2 separate regions of the Macaca mulatta genome follow, and region 2 is linked to region 1. Evidence: chromatin contacts called from public Hi-C data. All regions are on one chromosome and are shown on one strand. The core of a region is the stretch at or near the end of the contact, and the rest is flanking DNA. Distances in the headings are between cores, read along the strand shown. Region 1 holds the start of CACNA1E (calcium voltage-gated channel subunit alpha1 E). Region 2 holds the start of GLUL (glutamate-ammonia ligase).

Region 1 (2,619 bases), core at 77-2,576:
CGCACCCAGGGACACTAGAGATTTCCACATAGGAAAAATAAAAAACCAAAAGTCTTACCTTGAAAAACACTAGTGCCCAAACCGGTCTCCACAGCACCAAGCTTGCCCCTTAGATGCACTGAAGAGTGCGCTTCAGCAAAGGGGCAAATTGGCACCAGGAAGGGGGTGGGGGGATACATTCCATGCTAGGTACCCCCCTTCACCCAAAGAAATGCAAAGAGAGAGAGGGAGTTATGGTGGGCAAGAAAGGATATGGCCAATCGATGAGCTTCTTGGCATATTTCCTGACAATGTTATCTTCTCCGAAGATGAACAGGGATCTGTTGACGGTGAAACAGTTCTGCCGGACGGGAATGGGGTTGTACAAAGCCATAGTCCGCGCCCTCTGCGCTTTCGTCTGCTTGTAGGCGGCCGCCTGCCCCGAGGCCGGCACGGGGGTTCCTTGCCGGTTCCTGCTCTGGTCCGAGTCTCCATCGCCGGACCCCGGCCTGGCGACCACCGCCTCCCCGAAGCGAGCCATCCTGAAGTTTAAACAGACAGAAGACACACAAAGGTGATCGCGGCCGAACACCCGCACACAGCAACAAGCAGAAAGACACACGGAGACTCAGAGCCGCATCCAGACAGGCACCGGGACCACCACCTCTGGGGAGCTCCGCGAGCTCTTCGGAGAGGCGGCAGCAGCAGCCCGCCGCTGTGAACTGTTGAATCTAAACGCAACCTCTGCGAAGCTCCATTCCTCAAGAAGGAAAAAAAAAAAAAAAAAACGGGGGGTAGGGCTTGGGGGTGCTCAGTTCCTGGAGGAAAATATTTTTTTCAAAATGCCAGTGTGTGGTGGTGTTCAGGGACCAGAGAGGAGAGGGGTGGAGTAGGCTGCTCTTCAAACATAGCTCCTCTTCTGGCAGACGCACCACCTAGTTCAGGGAGAGAGGCAGGCACCGGCCCGCTAGGTAACAGTTTGGTGATTTATTGGTTGGGGGAAGGGGTGGGAAGGAGGGGAAATTGAAAACAAAAGAACTTTTTTGAAAAAAATAAAGATGAGGACGGGGTTACGGTGACATGCTTTATAACGCCAGTCCCCACGAGTCCATCTAAGAAATTCCACCGCGAAGACTTGGGTCTTTATATCTGCCAGCAGAGACGCATCCAAAGGTTGGAGAAAGAGGGAGGGAGGTGGGGAGAGCGATACTGAGGTTCCTGCGTAAACCGCAATGCCCAAAATCTCAAAATAAGAAGTCGATCCAAGCGAAGAGGGACAAATGACTTCAAAGCTCCTGCGCTTGGGCTAGAAGTTGAGCAGCATCCAGAGAGCAGCGAAGCCTGAGTGCCAGCATCCGCCCGGAGCGCTCGCCACCGCCGCCTCCCCGGATCAGCATGCAACAGCGATCCGCGGCTGCGCCGCCGAGAGGGCGGGAGCGCGAGCGGGCGGGCGGCGAGCACCGGCGGGCGAGGAACAGGTTGCAGCCGAGCCTCGCGGCGGCCTGGCACCACACTTGTCCACAGACCGAACTTCCTCACTAACGGCTGGGTCTTCCTCTTCCACCCAGGCAGCGCCCTCGGCGGAGCACTAGAGAAGATGCGGAAGGAGAGGGGGGAGGCGAGGCAGGGGAGAGCGAGCGGAGCGCAGAGGCGCAGCGAGGCGCGCGCGAGCGCCGGGAGAAGCGGGGGAGGAGCTGGTGAGGCGGGAGGGGCGGGGACGCAGCCGGAAGGCTGGAGGTTCCTGGGAGGTGAGGCTGGCTTGCCTTCTTGATTTATGTGGCCAAAAGGTAGCAGCCACCTCTGCAAAGGTCCAGTGAAGAGTCCCCTTTCCCCCAAGTAATGCCGAGAAGAGAGAGGCAGGCGCAGCAGGCGACGCGGCGGAGTCTCCGCAAGAGAGCCAGGGCCTGGCGTGAGGCGCACACGCACGCGCGCCTTGGGTCCCTGCAGAGAGGTGTCCCCAGTGCTGTGCCCTGTTCGGTGCCTGGCGCGTTGCCACAGGCCCGCCGCCGCCCTAGTGAGGAGTCGGGGCCTTTGCGCGCCTAGCGCCATGGCAGCGTCGCCGCTCCTCCGCACCTCCCATGCTCCACGAACACTGCCAAGGATTTCCAAGGATTGGGCAACACCCTCTCCCCATCTCCCCACTTAGCATCTGGGAGGCCCCGTGGGGAAGGCTAGGACCTCTGGGGGTTCCACACTCTGCTGTTGGTGCTGGCTCCTAGCGGGAGCTTCTGCCCTCACGGGGCGGCCTCCTGGTTCCGCTGTAGGAGAGCCCTGCCCCACCTCTCCTGGAAGGGCCCTCCAGGGTGAGTTATGGGCTAAAACTACCCTTCTCAAAATGCGAATAATCAAAAGGATCCTCCAGCCCCCTATCCTTTACTCCCAAATAAGCTCCACGGCCTTTCTCAAACCCACCCCATTAATGTAGGGAAAAAAAATAGAATTGGTATCTGAGCTGCAGAAGTGGGAAAGGTGGACTCCAAGCCCTAGGGAAAGAGCTCCTGTTTAGCCGCCAAGCCCTTCCCCACAGGTGACTGGCGGTTTGAACTGAGGACAGGGACCAGCCGTCCCCTCCCATGTCCACACTAGCTGGGGCACACCGTCCTCTGCGTTTTCCTGCCTTGGCTCAACACATAGTCCTCT
Region 2 (2,619 bases), core at 71-2,570, 940 kb before region 1:
ATTTTTGTATTTTTAAGAGAGACTGGGTTTCACCATGTTGGCCAGACTGGTCTCGAACTCCGTACCTCAGGTGATCCTCCCGCCTAGGTGGGTTGTAGTTTTTAGCGGGAGCTGAAGGGTTCTGGGACGGAGGTGGGAAGTAGGATTTGGCCGACTGAATCTTCTAGAGGCAATATTGGGGTGTTGGTCTTCCCCAAGGGGAAGGGTGGTGAGGCTGTCAGAGGGAGAAGCAGTTATGTTTTCAGCTGGGCAAACATGGACGGTTGCCCATAGAAACTTTGCCACTGTGCTTCAGAACGTTGCCCTAGTCGTTGGAGGAGAACAATGTGTTCCCTTTCTAGCCATGCTGGGCCACGGAGGGAGGAACGTTTCCTCTTCGGCTGTTGTGGCTTCAGAATTTCTGTTCTTTCAGAGGTTTTGTGGTAGTGGTTGGCAGTTATTAGTATGCCTCATGGCTTTTAAAATTCCAGATCTTTTTGATTTCGAAGTGGAAGTTTCCTAATTACTTGAAGTCTTCTTGTGGAATTCCATAATGTTGTGATTCTTGCTCACTATCTTAAGTGAAACTTTGCGTGAGACCTATGGAAAGTATGGCAGCATGCCCCTTAGAATCTGGTTTGAATCAGCTTTTGTTGTAGGAAACTGCTAGCCTTTAAAAAAAAAAAATATTGTAACCTTGTTTCATCCTCAAATCTAAATGTGTAGTGGGTTTTCTTTTGGTGGGGAGTGGCTGTGGGTTTCAGTTAAGACCACAGCTAGGATGAAAGGCAAAGAGAAAAACAGAAACCTTGGAAGCCAAGCCTGTTCTATGGCTGGATTTTACTTGTATTGGAAGAAGTTCTATGTTTTGTAAATTTGTGTATTGGTTTGGTTTGTTTCCTCTGATAGATTAGTATTTGGATAGTTTAGTGTTACCTCAGCTACACTGAAGGAATAGACAGTCCTCAGAAGTGTAAGTTCCAACTTGGAAGCCTGGGATCTGCAGTAGCTGTGGAACTTAAGCCTTTGAGCTCAGAGATGCAAGAGGCATTGAGTTACTACCAAGGGCCTGATCTTTTCTTTAGCAGGCATCTGTGTTAATTGCTTCAAAAGGTGGTGATCAGTTTTACAGTCTATTATAAAGGAGATTTTCGCCTACTATAAAACTAATCCCCCTGAAAGAGTGAGTAAACATAACTTTCTGTGCGTTGACTTCCACAGGGGAAGGAGTTGGCACTTATACCTTGATTCACAACTTTTGATTCAGTTGTCCCTCTGAAGCCATTTTTGTAGGAGATCAGTTTGGAGTGGGCGTTAACAATGTTATTTTTTCTCTCTCTCCAGAACACCTTCCACCATGACCACCTCAGCAAGTTCCCACTTAAATAAAGGCATCAAGCAGGTGTACATGTCCCTGCCTCAGGGTGAGAAAGTCCAGGCCATGTATATCTGGATCGATGGTACTGGAGAAGGACTGCGCTGCAAGACCCGGACCCTGGACAGTGAGCCCAAGTGTGTGGAAGGTGAGACAGCAATGTGGAGTGGAGCACACGCTGGGTGGGATCTGCAGAGGAGTGGGCCTTTGACTCAGCCTCTGGATTAGGCCTCTTTATTCTGTTTGTAAAGCTTTTCTAAGGCAGGGCTTTCCAGACTTCATTCAGTCAACATTAAGCTCCTACACTGCCTCAAAGCAGAGCAACAATGGAACCCTTTATTTAAATGGAATTGTGCATGTAGGCCAGTGTATTGAAGAAAAACTACGTCTGGTTTATGGAGAGTTGGCATGGGGCTTAGAGACTGCCGACCTGGGCATCCCCACTTACCTGACTCTAAGGCACCCTCAGAAAACCACTGCTCTAACCTGAGAATGCCATCTAGTTTACAAACTCTTAGAAAACTGTGCTTAATACTCACATCACTGGGCTTCTAGATGTGAAGCAAATGCTCTAAAATGGTTTTCAAATAGGACTGATTTTTAGTTGATGGCACTTTTGGAAATTCTTAAACTGTCTTAATTGCTTATCCCTCTAGGAGCTACAGTTAGATTATAGTTGTGACCTTCATTTTTCAGTCTAAAACAAGCCATAGTCTTCCCTCTTCCAGAAAGGGGCCAAGTATCACCTCCTACCTAATTTAGGATAGCTTTTTGAATAAGTGAATGATCATAATACAAAGCCTATATTGTGTACTTGTTATGTGGCAGATAGTTCACAGACACTGAAGATACAAAGTGAGAGTCTGGTCTCTGCCTTCAGAGAACTCAGTCAGCTAGAGAGACAAAGCAGTCTTTAAAACAGTGGGAAAGGTGGATAGGTAATAAGGGAACATCCTTGAGTAAGTCATCTTTCTAGGATTGTCTGTTCCCTCATCTATAAAATAAGGACATTACTTGCCAGAATACACTGGGGGCATGAGAAGAAGGAAGCGACACATTGCCTAATGGAAGAATCAGAATCCTTCACTATCTCAGTATTTTAAGTGACTGATAGGCTGGTAATGGTAACAGAATGCTTCAGTTTGTCTCCTGGAAGACATTTGGGAAGGGAGTGTCTGATGTATTTAAGGAAGTGGTACAGTGGTCTTACTTGGAACTCAGATAGGAAGGGCTGTAGGATCAGGTACAGGTGCCAGGGTATACAT

What was found. Hi-C and Micro-C count contacts between places; a contact is called where the count stands out from the background.
Region 2: a contact with region 1 is called in a Hi-C map of fetal cortex germinal zone, with 7 times the contacts expected there. The contact joins the promoter of GLUL here to the promoter of CACNA1E in region 1. A contact is called at or near these places in 2 of 14 Hi-C or Micro-C datasets (fetal cortex germinal zone and fetal cortical plate).

What each region holds. Positions count from the first base shown.
Region 1 is chr1:38,899,554-38,902,172 of T2T-MMU8v2.0, reverse strand. It overlaps CACNA1E (calcium voltage-gated channel subunit alpha1 E), which reads right to left and starts at 1,326. Exons shown (of 46, transcript XM_077986562.1): 1 at 255-1,326. The coding sequence starts at 520.
Region 2 is chr1:39,839,494-39,842,112 of T2T-MMU8v2.0, reverse strand. It overlaps GLUL (glutamate-ammonia ligase), which reads left to right and starts at 1,320. Exons shown (of 6, transcript NM_001266013.2): 1 at 1,320-1,502. The coding sequence starts at 1,337.